3 separate regions of the Oryctolagus cuniculus genome follow, and regions 2 and 3 are each linked to region 1. Evidence: chromatin contacts called from public Micro-C data. All regions are on one chromosome and are shown on one strand. The core of a region is the stretch at or near the end of the contact, and the rest is flanking DNA. Distances in the headings are between cores, read along the strand shown. Region 1 holds the start of TUT1 (terminal uridylyl transferase 1, U6 snRNA-specific). Region 2 holds the start of TMEM179B (transmembrane protein 179B). Region 3 holds the start of WDR74 (WD repeat domain 74).

Region 1 (4,912 bases), core at 1,367-3,866:
CAGAATCACAATGTGACCAACAACACAACAGTGAGTTTTTTTCAGATAACTAAAGGTACAGTAATGAAAAGGTCCACCTGGCATATAGAGTTAGGCCTGTGCTTGGGACTCCCACATCCCACATCAGAGTGACTGCTTCAAGCTCCAGCTGCTCCACTTCAGATCCAGCTTCCTGCTAATGCACCCTGGGAGGCAGCAGATGATGGCTCAAGTGTTTGAGCCCCGCCACCCAGGCGGGAGACCCGAATAGAACTCCTGGCTCCTGACTTTAGCGAAGTCCAGCTCTGGTAGATATTTGGAGAGTAAACCAGCAGATGGAAAATCTCTCTTTTATCTCTTTTTTGCCTTTCAAGTAGATAAAAAATAACCATTTTTTTAAATCAGGGAATCAAGACAAAAAGAACCACAAAAAATGAACACTGTCTGAGACAGAGCTCTGACCTCATAACCTCAGTACCTATTAATGTAAGTTAATAAGCTGCCAACCAGTTTATGAGCTGGCTTCTTGTGCATTTGATCCTCCATTGGTAATGCTGTGTTTAAGCACCAACGTTCACTATAATTACCCACTGAACTATCTACTTTCTCACCTAGACTGGACGTTCATGTGAGCAGGCCCACATCTATCCCATTCACTACTCAGAATGCAGCCCTGAGACAGTGCCTACTAAAAGTTAGCAATGAATAACTAATTGCTGAACAAAACATTAGCTGAAGAAGTAGATGACAGACAAGTCCCCCAGTGACCAACCCTGATGAAATAAAACCCAGGGGCAGGGAGCAGGATGTGAAGGTAGGAGAAGCTCATCAAGTCAAAGTAGCCCAATGGTGTCCACCAAGACAAGGTCACATCAGGAAGCAGTCCAAACAGGCTGCTGGTTTCTCTCTCTTGTCCCTCTCGGTATGTGGCACACCTGATTCATTCTTAAACCCTAGAGTCACTCTCTCTACCTTGTCCTTGTCCATGACGATACTGGCCACAGGTCCAAATGCCTGGAAGTACTCAGAGAGCTGAGCAGAATCCACATCCCTGGGAAATCCACTGACAAACACACTTCGAAGTCCCTGGGCCTTTCTGGCAGCTCGTAGTTCTACCAGGTGCCGGTGCTTCCGGCCTCCCAAATGGGCTTCTAAGCTGGGTCCTGCAAGACAAGTGAGAGACACACACATACGATTCACTATCAGCACCTGCCCTCCTGCCTTTGCTCTCTGCCTGTGTAAATCCTACCATCTTTCCAAGCCACAGTGTGGCCTGTGAATAACAAAGCCCCAGCTGCTTTCACAGTTCTCTCTTGTCCATTTGTCTGTATCATGCATCCTTTAAATGGTTTCCAAGGGAACCAGATACATTATCACTAGTTCTTAAACCATATATATGCCAAGGTAAAGCAACACCAGCAAAAGGGAAAAAATAAATAAATAAAAATTGACAGGTAACTCCTTCAGGCCCTATTTAGAAGAACTAATGGCTGAAGGATCCTCCTGGATTGTCTCTGGGCATGTTACAGTGATTGCAAGTGCAGGATCTGAAATCACACGGCTCAAGTTCAAATCCAAGCTGTCAAGCTGAGGCGTTAATGCCTTGCTCATCAGTTTCCCAAGATGTAAAATGGAGACAATAATAGTACCTACTACACGGGTGTTATTCATATGCAGTGCTTGGCAGAGTCTGGTACATGGTAAATGTGGGGGAATAAGCTGCTATGTTTATTATGAATCAGCTGCTTGCTGTCACCGAACCAGGTGGGGCCAGAGAAGACCTGGGTTTCTACCTTGCCTTACTGGACAAACAGTGGTAGTACCATTCACAAAGAAAATGAAGACCTTGTTTAGGTTAGCTCTGACTCATACTTCAGGTACAATTTGAGGTCTCCCGGCGCCCCTTGCGCCATCATACAAGGACGCTGTCTACCTTGCCAACCCCACCTCCTGCCTCTTCCCCACCGGTACCTCTTCTCCAGTTATTCGTGCCATGCTGGTTCGCCCATCCCGCCGTTGGGTGGGTCCCCTCTAGGGCTTCCCAGACTCAATCACCGCCCTGTCTGTGACCCCGCAGCTCTCCAAACATACCTGCGGAGCACTGAGCTCGTCCATCTCTGGGTAGTGAACCACCTCTCCCCACTCACCCACCCCTTAGAGCCCAGCAGAGTACCAGGCACAGGGCAGACGTTCGGGGAAACTTTCGGCGCGATTTCCTATACTGGGAAAGAAGGGTGTAGCGTGGTGGAGCCGTCCCCGGCTCTCTAATTCTCTCGGACGTGCAGAGTGAAAAAGGGGGTGAGCGACCCTACCGCTGACTGCAGAGGAACTATGGTCTACACTACCCTAACTTTGGCTAGGATCCACAGGCAGAAGCCCACCACCACCACCACCACCACCCTCACTAGCCACCGCTTACGGTTGGCTGTAGTAATGTGGCAGAGGCAGCAGCGGAAACCCCCGCGCGGCAGCGATTCGACATCCGAATCCACCGCCGCCATCGCGACCCTCCGGCGCCGACGGAACACCGCCGGATCCGCCTCCGCCACCGCCGGATCCGCTTCGCCGGTTCCCAGCGCGCTCGCAAGCCACTTCCGCCAACCGGATGGGAAGTGACGGTCAATCGCGAGGAGCACACTCCCCCGGAAACCGAGCTCCTTCCACTCCTGGTTCCGTTTCCAGTCCGGGGTGGGGAAAAAGCCGCCCGGCGACGACGCTCATCGGCAGGCGGTAAGCCGATTGGCGAGCTCCGAGCTACTCAGGCGTTGATTGGCCCAAAGGATCGTGAATATTCAAAACAGCAGCCACAAAGGTAGGCGGCGGCTTGCGTCAGGCTGGCTCCCCGACCGGCGGCCAGTCGCCTCTTGGCCAGTGGTCGCGGGCCGGCTGCGCCGCGCGCTTCTCCACCGGGCAGTAGCAGAGACTCCCGCAGCTGTCCCCTCAGTCCCGTCTTTACCTCCGCTGACTCCAGGGCTGTCCCAAGACTGCCAGCCCCTTCAGGGCCTTTCTTCTCTCCCTCCACCCCGGCTCCTCCCGCAAAACGAAGGTCCCACGACTGCTTTCTAGCCCCGGTTGAGGGGCTCCGCCCGCACTGGACACTTTCCGGACTCCGCGAACCGACGGCCAGATCGCTGCGGTCCCAGCGAGCCGGGCTTGCTCCTTGCGCCGTTAGTGGGCTGTGTGCAGGGTGCTCAGGAGGCGTCAGAGCCCACTTCGGAAGTGGGACAGAACCGACTAGGGCGGCAGCTGAGTAAGGACGCTGGAGGACAAAAGACCCCTGAACAGAACAGGGGTCGGTCCACTCAGCACCAGGAGGTGTAAGCCCAAGACAGCCAGGGAAGGAGGGAGCTGCGGACGCCCTAAGGACAGGGACCACGAGGTGGAGAGGACTACCAGATGGGCTAAGCAGGGGCCGGTGCTGTGGCCTAGCGGCAGCGCCAACATCCCATATGGGCAGCTCCCTGCTAATGTGCCTGGGAAAGCAGCAGAGGATGGTCCAAGTGCTTGGACTCCTGCACCCACGTGGGAGACCCGGGGGAATCTCCAGGCTCCTGGCTTCAGCCTGGAACAGGCCCTGTCATTGCAGCCAATTAGGGAGTGAACCAGCAGAAGGAAGATCACTCGCTCTCCCTCTCTGAAACTCTGCCTTTCAAGTAAATAAAATAAATCTTAAAAAAATAAAAAAATAAAAAAAAAAGAGCTAAGCAGCTTGTGCTGTGCTTAACAGCCTGCAGCTCTGCATCCGTAAAAAGTAGTGACCCTGAGCAAGTCCCAACTACTGAGGCTGTTCTGCATCTCTAAGGGAAGTGTCCAAGGAGCACATAGTAGGCGCAACTTCTTGTTCTCTCTCCTAAGGTGTTGCTGCTGTTGGGCCCCAGGTGTCTGTCTTCCAAACCATAAAAGGACAGGAAACACCACGACAGTGGACCCTGACACCCAAGCAGCTGGGGAGGCTGGACTTGAGGATCTGGAAACAGCAGCTATGCAAATAGACCACACAGAAAGGATAGGATTCTGCTAACCACCCCCCACAGCTTACCCTGGCTGGGGGCAACTCCTAAGGATGAGGGGAGTAAGAATTCAGAAGTAGAGGGAGAAGCACCCTTGTGCCCCCTCCTATGGAGGCCACCAGCCACCCAGAAAGCCAGCTCTTCCCAACTGTTTTGAGTGGATCTGGGCCAAGATGGTGCTTGGGTTCCAGCCCACTGGGAGCTGGGGTGCAGTCTGGTCCCCACAAGAAGGGTAGCCAGAAGAGGCTACCTCAGTCCAGGCTGGGTATCTCATATAGCTGGTCCCAGGGCAAACACCATCTGTATCTCATTAATTGTCCTTTATTTTCCTTCTCAAAGATACCCACCAACACACACACACCCACCCATGGCAGAGAACAGCTGAGCCAGGAAGAGCTGAAGAAAACAGCTTTTTATTTGTTACTATAAGAACCAATTACAGAATCCAAGGTTAAAAAAATGGACAAAAGATCTTTATTTCTGAGAATTGGCATACAAAAGGCGGAGGGGGGAGGGGGGAAGGAAAGAGCAAGCATGGGCTGAGGTTGATGCCAGCTTTGGGGCTTCAAACTCCAATTAGGAAAGTCCGGACACCGGACAGGAAGAGAAACCCCCAATTAGGAAAAAAAAAAAAAAAAGATAGACATGGCAGTGCACGCCCCCCTCCCGCAACCAGGTATCACCACCTGATACATGTTTACTCTTCCCCTCCCCCATCCCTTTCACAAAGGGAGGCAAAATTTTTAAAAAATTAAAAAACCCTCCCCCCAAACCTGTCCAAGACAACTGTGGGTCCTATCCCCCAAAACAGGCTAGGATCCCACATGGGCCAAGTCCCTGCGTGGGCCCTCCATCACCAAGCATGGAGAAGCACCGGAAGGGGACAAGTCATGAGGTGCTAACACCAGAGGGCGCTCAACCCC
Region 2 (4,471 bases), core at 1,721-4,220, 160 kb after region 1:
GAGCTAGGAGTCAAACACACTGGTGTGAATGCAGCTGTTCCAAGCAGCATTGTAGCCACTGTGCCAATCAGCACTCTTACATTTCTTTTAAAATTTGAGAGGCAGAGAGATGCAATAAGATAAACACACAGACCTTCCCTCCACTTGCTGGTTCTCTCCCCAAATGCCCACAACAGCAGGACTGGGCCGGGTGAAGCCGGGACTGATACCTAGATCTTCCCACGTGGATGGCAGGAATGCTGTCACTCGAGCCATCACTTCTGTCTCCCAAGGTCTGCACCAGGAAGAAACGAGTTGGGAGGCAAAGCCCAGCCCGAAGCTGAGGCGCTCTGATGAGACACAGGCATATTAGCTGCTAGGCCAAACACCGTCCCCACCTTTACATCTCTAAGAAAAAGTCAACCGACCAGCCCTCACGGGAGTGGCCACCGCATCCCATACCTGAGTGCCCAGTGTGACTCCTGGCTTTTCCACTTCTGATCCAGCTTCTTGCTAATGTGGGAAGGCAGCAGAAGATGGCCTAACTGCTTGGGCCACTGACACCCAGTGGGAGACCTGGATGGAGTTCCTGGCTCCTGGCTTCTGCCAGGACTAGCCCTAGCTGCTGCAGGCATTTGGGGAATGAACCAGTAGACAGGATAAAAGATCTCTGTCACTATGTAAGCCTGTAACAAAAATTCAAAACGTTTATTAGGCTATAATATATTAAAAAAAATTATTTCTTTGAAAGAGTTACACAGAGAGAAGGAAAGGCAGAGAGAGAGAGAGAGAGAGGTCTTCCATCTGCTAGTTCACTCCCCCATTGGCTACAATGGTTGGAGCTGCACTGATCCAAAGCCAGGATCCAGGAGCCTCCTCCAGGTCTCCGAAGTGGGTACAGGGGCCCAAGGACTTGGGCCATCCTCTACCATTTCACCTGACGCTTGCAGAGAACTGGATTGGAAGTGGAGCAGCCAGGACCCAAACCAGCGCTGATATGGGATGCTGGCACAGCAGGTGGTGGCTTTGCCCACTATACCACAGTGCTGGCCCTCTAATAAATTCTTCAAGAAAACTTATTTGAAAGGCAGAGTGACAGGGAGAGACAGATCTTTGATTTGCTGTATGGGATGCTGTCATTCTAAGCAATGGTTTAACCTGCTGTACCACAATGCCCACCCCTACAATTCATCTTTTAAAAAGATTTATTCAATGGGCAGAGTGACAGGAAGAGGAGAGACAGAGAAAGGCATCTTCCATCTACGGGTTCACTCTTCAAATGGCCCCAGGGGTGGGGTGGGGAGGGTTAGGCCCACAGAAGCCAGGAACTCCATCTGGGTCTCCCTGATGAGTGGCAGGGGCCCTCACCTGCTACTTCCCAAGATGCATTAGCAGGATGCTGGATGGGGAGCAGAGGAACTGGCAGTAGTCCACCAGCGTCTGGAAGCAGAGGAACTAGTCCAGTGTGGGATGCTGGTGTCCCAGTGGCGGCTCAACCCACTGCGTGACAACACCCCCTCCCACACACACACCCTCCCACACACACACCCTGTTTACTTTTGAGGGATGTTCTTGCTTACTGATTGATCTGAGTAGCAGTTTGCAAACTATGGATTTATGGTGTTAGCAGTGGGTATACTTATGTGTTCTTAGCCCTTGGCACACAAGGCAATGATAGTGGGGTCCTTTTATATTGTCTTTATATCATATCTCTACCTCCAGTGCTTAGTCTTAGGAAAAGTAGGTTCCAAAAAAAATGGCTGCACATACCAATAAAGGAATCTAGTAGGACGGCTGCGCCCTGTCTAGATCAGAGGTTAAAGCAGGCCTTTCAATGGGAAAGGGTACTTGAGAGGCAGTAAGCCACGGAGAGGTGCTTACTGCATTCCTCCTTCCCCTTCCAGGCAGTGGAGCGAGTGCTGTACCCACACCTGTCCACTTACTGGACAAACCTGCAGGCTGTGCTGGACGATTATTCGGTGTCCAACGCTCAGGTCAAAGCAGATGGGCACAAAGTCTACGGAGCCATTCTGGTGAGTGCCAGGCTGTCCCAGCTGCCTTCCCTGCAAAGCCCAGCGGACTCGCTTCGGAGTACGTGATGGGGCCCAGGCGGCCTAGTTCTTGTCTTAGTCCCCTGCTCTTTCAGGTGGCTGTAGAGCGGCTGCTGAAGATGAAGGCCCAGGCGGCGGAGCCCAGCAGGGGCGGCTCCGGCGGCAGGGGCGGCCCCAGCGGCAGGGGCGGCCGGCGCCCGGACGACCTGCCCTGGGACAGCCTGCTCCTGCAGGGCTCTCCCTCCGGCGCTGGTGCGGAGCCAGGCTTCGGGTCTGGCCTCTCGCTGCCGCCAGGGGGCGCGGGGCCGGACGACCCTTCTCCTTCGGTGACCCTGGCCGACATCTACCGGGAGCTCTACGCCTTCTTCGGTGACAGCTTGGCCACTCGCTTCGGCACCGGCCAGCCCGCGCCCACGGCCCCGCGGCCGCCCGGGGACAAGAAGGAGCCAGCGGCCGCCCCGGACTCTGTGCGGAAGATGCCGCAGCTGACCGCCAGCGCCGTGGTTAGCCCCCAGGGCGACGAGAGCCCCCGGGGCGGCGGAGGCGGCGCTCCGTCGGCCCCGGCGCCCGCCGCCTCCGAGAACAGGCCGCTGCCGCGCGTGCACCGGGCGCGAGGGGCGCCCCGGCAGCAGGGCCCCGGCGCGGGCACCCGCGACGTCTTCCAGAAGAGCCGTTTCGCCCCGCGCGGCGCCCCGCACTTTCGGTTCATCATCGCCGGGCGGCAGGCCGGGAGGCGCTGCCGGGGGCGCCTCTTCCAGACTGCCTTTCCCGCGCCGTACGGGCCCAGCCCGGCCTCCCGCTACGTGCAGAAGCTGCCCATGATCGGCCGCACCGGCCGGCCGGCCCGCCGCTGGGCGCTGTCGGACTACTCGCTGTACCTGCCCCTCTGAGGGGAGCCGCCCCCGATCGGGTGAATAAAGCCCGCGCCCGGAAGTGACGTCTCCGCGCTCGTGGGTCGCGCCGGATGGGGCGGGGCTTGGGCGGTTGGTTCCCGCGGCGGCGCTCGCTGGTGGCTGGGGCGCCATGGCGCTGCGGTGTCTGCAGCGCGTCGAGCTCGTGCTCTTCGCTGCCGCCTTCCTGTGCGGGGCGGTGGCGGCCGCGGCGCTAACCCGGACCCAGGTGCGGTTGCGGGATGGGACCCGCGTTGGCGTTGGGACGGGAAGGCTCGGGGGCTTGGCGGCCCGGTGCGCGCTGGCCTGCGACGTCCGCCGGCTGGGTCCTGCCTCGGAGTCGCTCCCTGAACCGCGGGAGCGCATTACTGGACCGGATGGGGCCTAGTGGCTCCCGCTGCGCCACTCTGCTCAGGCCCCGCGCGAGCTGTTTGTGTTGTGTGGGCTCTGCCGAGAAGTAAAGCGTAGTGTAGCGGAGATGAAGAAACAGCCACGATTGCATCACTGTGACGAAGTGGGGATGTGGAACGGAGGCAGCAGCAGAAGCGAGCGATAACGCGGGCGAACTTAACCCCTAGAAGGTGGGCACCAGTGTGCCTGTTTACTGACCAGAGACAGCACCGGAGATGGGTGCACTAGGATTCCTTCACAGAAGGGAAACCGGGATCTGCAGCCCATAGTGCTCCGCAGGCACCGCCCGTTTCCCGATCCTGTTGGCCAGCCAGGGCAGGCAGGGCTCCTCAGCCTCCCCGCCCCAGGAACAGGAACCCACACAGCACAGGTGACTTCCTCGAGGGGCCCTGGCCTAACCTCACCCTAAGCAGCTTCTCTCCGCAGGGCTCCTTCAGTGGCAGGTGTCCCCTGTACGGTGTGGCCGCCCTGAATGGCTCCTCCCTGGCCCTAGCCCGCCCCTCAGCCCCATCCCTCTGCTACTTTGTGGCTGGGGCCTCGGGCCTCCTGGCTCTCTACTGCCTCCTGCTCCTGCTCTTCTGGGTCTACAGCAGCTGCATCGAGGACTCCAGCAGGTGACTGTCCCACCTTGAGGGCCAGGGGCTACGGTGGGGGCGAGTTCCTGCTCACTACAAGCCTGTTCTCTCTCGGATAGGGGTCCTCTAGGGCTCCGCGTTGCACTGGCCGTCTCAGCTGTTGCCGTCTTCCTCATCTTAGTGTCTGCCTGTGTCCTTCGCTTTGGCACCAACTCTCTCTGCAACTCCATCAGCTCCCTGAACAAAACAATTAGGTAACGGGCAAGGGCGGGATGTCTGGCCGGGGCTACCTTCCCTCATCAGTCGCTAATCCTAGGGCACCTGGGCACAGCTGTGCTTAGCGTTCATCCTTTTCTCACAGCTGCTCTGGAGCCCAGAAAATCCCGTGGACACCCCCTGGAACCGCTCTGCAGTTTTACTCCAACCTACACAACGCTGAAGTGAGACTCACGGACATGCCCAGATACTCATACGAGTACTGTAGCTGCAAGGGTGTTTGCACTCAGCATACTATGAGTAGCTTGGCCTACCAGTGAGCACCTGAAGAGAGCTGAGGAGCTGTCAG
Region 3 (4,526 bases), core at 1,519-4,018, 210 kb after region 1:
GCTACAGCTGAGAGCTGGACTGGAAGAGGAGCAACCGGGACTAGAAACCGGCGCCCATATGGGATGCTGGTGCTGCAGGCAGAGGATTAACCAAGTGAGCCACGGCGCCAGCCCCGAAATGATGTTTTATTAAAAAAATAAATAAATAAAATAAAAAATAAAAAAAGAGATGCCAGTTAAGACAATTGTGTCCCCTGGTGCTGGCACTGTGGTGTAGTGGGTAAAACTGCCTCCTGCAGTGCCGGCATCCCATAGGAGCACTGGTTCGAATCCCGGCTGCTCCACTTCTGATCCAGCTCTCTGCTATGGCCTGGGAACGCAGTGGAAGGTGCCCCGACTCCTGGGCTCCTGCACCCACGTGGGAGACCTGGAAGAAGCTCCTGGTTTCGGATTAGCAGAGCTCTGGCCATTGCAGCCATTTGGGAAGTGAACTAGTGGATGGAAGACCCCTTTCTCTCTCTCTCTGCAACTCTGCCTTTCAAAGAAAATAAATAAATCTTAAAAAAAAAAAAAAAAAAAAAAAAGACACTTGTATCCCATATCAGAGTCCCTGGATTTGATGCCTGGCTCTATCTAGTTCCTGATTCCAGTTTCTGCTGGTGCAGGCCATGGAAGGCACCAGGTGACAGCTCAAACAACTGAGCTCCTGGATTAAGGTCTCCCATGTGGGTGCCAGGGATCCATCTACTTGTAATCACCTGCTGCCTCCCAGGGTCCACAGTAGTAAGAAGCTGAAGGTGGAGCCAGGACTTGAACACAGGCACTCTGACATGGGATCCGGGTGTCTCAAGTGGAGTCTTAAGCACTGTGCCAAACAACCCACCTGTTGAGTCAATTACCAGGAGTCAAGACCAGCAGCCCTGAAGGGATGCGAGTGGGACTGCGCTGGGTCAAAGTCAGGCGCTAGCTTCCTCTCTTGAGTTCTTTGTTCTGGTTTCAAGCCTGAATGCTCGTCTCTCATTCAATACACTCCTCTCAAGAAGCCCCAGGTAGTCTCTCCCCAGGAAGTCTCTCCCCAGGACCTGTATGCTCTTTCTCACATCCGTCCACCGTCTCCGTCTGAGTTCAGGCTCTGTTATCGCTCACCTGGGCTGTGCCAACAGTCCCCCAACTGCTCTGTCATCAATGCATCCCGCACACTCCTACAGGCTCATGGTTCCAACAGGAGCACTCCCAGCTCCAAACCCATTACCTATCCTCCACCTACAAAACTGAAGCACAGTTCTCTTACAGCCCTTTACATTTAGTTTCAAGAGACTACCACACCCATCTATGTCAAACTGCTCCCTGTGGCCAGCACTGTGGTGCAGTGGGTTCAGCCAGTGCCTGTGCCACCAGCCTTCCATCCGAGCGCTGGTTCGAGTACCAGCTGCTCTACTTCCAATCCAGCTCCCTGCTAATGCAGCTGGGAAAGCACTGGAAGAGGTTCCAGGTGTTTGAGTCCCCGTCACCCAGGAAGACCTGGAAGGAGGTCTGGGCCCTCATGGCTACTAGGGGAGTAAACCAACTGAGGGAAGATTTCTATGTCTCCATGTAACTCTACCTTTCAAGTAATAAACCATCAAAAGCTAAGTAAAATAAACTGCTTCTTTAACTTTCAACCTCCTAATGACATTTATCTCATGTATGGATCCTGCAGCCTGCCACCAGTCCTCGGGCTCGGCCCAGGCAGTACCCTTCCTCTAGAATGCCCTCCACCCTTTGTGAACTTGCAAAACTGTACCTATTCTTCAAGATGTAGCTCAAAATCCTGTCCCCCGCGTAGCCCTTGCAGACCTCCCTGTCAGCATTAACCCCACCAAATCTACGCAGCCTGTCCATGCACGGCTTGCTTTCATCACCTTTTGGAGAAGAGATGGGTCAGTAACCCAGTCACCAGCACCTTCGTTTCCTTTCCTTTGGGCTCCTCACCGCCTTGGTGGTTGTCAGTGCCCACTAAAAGCATGCTCGAAATGACTAAAGGTCTGTCCGCGAGGTTATAATGGAGCCCGAAGGAAAATCCTGGAGGATGCGAACTTAGGAGGCAGAAACGTCACCTGCAGTCCTTGCATCCTGCCCAGTGCCTGAAACTTAGCAGGTGTTCAGTAGACGTATACAGTTACAGGAACTGAACGAAGGAGGAATCCAGCCCGTTACCCACCCCAGGCTCTCGTCCGCCGTCCCCCAGGCAGCCTCAACACGCCCCCCAGGACCTGAGTTTCAGCAAGAAGACTGGTCTTACTCGTCGGCCCGGGCGAGGCCCCGGAACGCGCCCTCCCCGCCGGGGCAGTGCCTCTGTCCCTGGAATACTCCTTCCTCGGTACCGAAGCGCTTCACCGTCCCGTCCGCGCACCCCACCAGGATCTGTGTGCAGAGGAGGGCGGGGAGTCAAGGAGGGCGAGGCTGCTGCACCTCGGCTCCCCAGGCTCCAGTCCGGCCCGCGGCGACTCACTTGGGTCTCGCCGCCCGCGCCCCAGCACAGGACGCTCACTGCCTCCTCGCGCCGCGGCTGTCCCGCGGCCGTGAAGTTCGTCGCCTGTTTTCGCTGAAGGTTCACCCCTGCGGGACGAGGACGTCAGTCGCACGAGCAGGCGACACCCGCAGTCCGCGACCCCCGACCCCAACACCCACCTTTCAGGATCCCAGTCTCGGTGCCGACCCACACATGGTTCCAACGAGCCACCGCAGCCGCCATGACAGAGCCGGGAAGCTGTCGGGTCGCACTTCCGGCGCGGTGCTTGCGTCACCAGAGCGCGCCCGGTGTCATCCGTCTTCCTGCGGTGGCCGGCAGCTTAAAGCGCTTCCGGAAGCAGGAGGTGTATGGAAATCGGGAGAGGAATTTGGACTTTTTGCACTTGTAGTGGAACGCATCGTCACTGATGGCGATGCCGGGGGCAGCCAGCCCAAGCCCAACTCCGTGCCCCGTCAACTAATACTACGTGTTCCGTTCTGTTAGACAAGAGCCACCGCAGAAACCATTGAAATCATTAAGGTGCGTAAGTGGCTTCATTTATGAGCGTAAACAAAACAAAAAAGGCGGGAAAAGTGAAGCCGAGGGCCCTGAGACAGCTCTGTCGCACAGTGGAGTTAGTTCCTCTCATCCAGGCTCCGTAATGCTAAAAATCAGCTCAAATTTGGAACAGAAGCAGATTCCCCCCAGGATACACTGCAGTACGTCCTTAGCGACCGAGCGGCTCCCTCGAGGGACGACGCTTAAACGTGGCTCTGAAATCGGTTACCCCCAACTTTGCTGTTTGGGTGAGGCATCCCATGCTTGAGAAGCAAGCTTAGCTTCCAGTCCGACTCCAGCGCTCAGCGAGTAAAAGCCACGGCCTGCAGTGCGCCAGGCCCGCATCCCGAATGGGCCCCGCTCGGAGGCCCAGGTCCCTGCTGATGCGCCCAGCAGGCAGCGGAGGCTGGTCCGAGTGCCTGGGACGCTGCACCAACCTGGGAGACCGGGAGGAGCTCCTGGTTTCGGCCTGGTCCAGCCTCGGTCGTTGGGCTACTGAGGAGTGAGCCAGCAGATGGAAGGTCTCTGTTTCTCAAATGTTTAAAAAAGTACCTGGCTCCTGCCTTCGGATCAGCGCAGTGTGCCGGCCGCGGCGGCCATTGGAGGGTGAACCAACGGCAAAGGAAGACCTTCCTCTCTGTCTCTCTCTCACTGTCCACTCTGCCTGTCAAAAAAAAAAAAAAGAGAGAGAGAGAGATTACTTATTTGAAAGAATTACATAAGAGAAAGCCATCTGTGGTCCGCTGTCTCACTCCCCAAATGGCTCCAAGGCTGGGCCGACCTAGAATTAAATAGGAGGGGCCGGTGCTCTGGGCGCTGGTTCGAGACCCGGGTGCTCCACTTTCGATCCAGCTCTCTGCTATGGCCTGGGAAAGCAGTAGAAGGTGGACCAATTGCTTGGGCCTCTGCACCCGCATGGGAGACCCGGAAGAAGATCCAGGCTTCGCTTCGGCGCAGCTCTGGCCATCACAGCCAACTGGGGAGTGACCCAGCGGATAGAAGACCTCTCTCTCCCTGCCTGTCCTCTCTCTGTAACTCTGACTTTCGAATAAATGATAAATATGTAAGAAATAATTAAATAGGAGCCAGCAGCTTCTTGGTGCTCTCCCACGGGGTTGGCAAGGGCCCAAGTACTTTGGCACCTAACACTGGTATCCGCGACTCATTAGCGAAGAAGACTGCACTACTGTGTTTCGGGATGTGTCAGAGCGGTGCACCCGAGTGCCAAAACACGGCATTCACTTCAAAATCCAGAAAATACTAGAAATCGCAGAAGCTCTAGGTCTAATATTTCACCAATATTGTTCCCCCAAAGGGGGTGCACCGCTCCTGGAAGTACTGCAATACCAGGCCGATGCGTGGAGTGGACGGAGCAAGCTCCTATTCCATCTCCTAGTCCCAAAAATCCATTTAATATATTGTCCTCGGATAGAGGACGTATCAGATATTAAACTGATAAGAACAGATACTACACTTGATCTTAGCCAAAAGGCCGAGAAGCGATACTGTGGTAACCGATTGCTAGGCAGCCCTACCT

The links. A called contact is a pair of places that touch in the nucleus more often than the background predicts.
Region 2: a Micro-C map of ear pinna shows a contact between it and region 1, with 2.8 times the contacts expected there. The contact joins the promoter of TMEM179B here to the promoter of TUT1 in region 1. A contact is called at or near these places in 2 of 6 Hi-C or Micro-C datasets (ear pinna and an unstated tissue).
Region 3: a contact with region 1 is called in a Micro-C map of ear pinna, with 3 times the contacts expected there. The contact joins the promoter of WDR74 here to the promoter of TUT1 in region 1. A contact is called at or near these places in 3 of 6 Hi-C or Micro-C datasets (ear pinna, psoas muscle and an unstated tissue).

What each region holds. Positions count from the first base shown.
Region 1 is chr1:8,962,720-8,967,631 of mOryCun1.1, reverse strand. It overlaps TUT1 (terminal uridylyl transferase 1, U6 snRNA-specific), which reads right to left and starts at 2,616. Exons shown (of 9, transcript XM_008274375.4): 1 at 2,399-2,616; 2 at 952-1,142. The coding sequence starts at 2,480. MTA2 (metastasis associated 1 family member 2) reads right to left here. Exons shown (of 18, transcript XM_002721010.5): 18 at 4,387-4,912.
Region 2 is chr1:8,802,228-8,806,698 of mOryCun1.1, reverse strand. TMEM179B (transmembrane protein 179B) reads left to right here and starts at 2,970. Exons shown (of 6, transcript XR_011386822.1): 1 at 2,970-3,149; 2 at 3,758-3,945; 3 at 4,026-4,160; 4 at 4,268-4,438. It overlaps TAF6L (TATA-box binding protein associated factor 6 like), which reads left to right. Exons shown (of 12, transcript XM_008274360.4): 11 at 1,884-2,012; 12 at 2,126-2,963. The coding sequence ends at 2,920.
Region 3 is chr1:8,751,373-8,755,898 of mOryCun1.1, reverse strand. It overlaps WDR74 (WD repeat domain 74), which reads right to left and starts at 2,768. Exons shown (of 11, transcript XM_051833192.2): 1 at 2,611-2,768; 2 at 2,432-2,538; 3 at 2,222-2,343. The coding sequence starts at 2,674. It overlaps LOC127487489 (U2 spliceosomal RNA), which reads right to left and starts at 4,493; the gene lies at 4,303-4,493.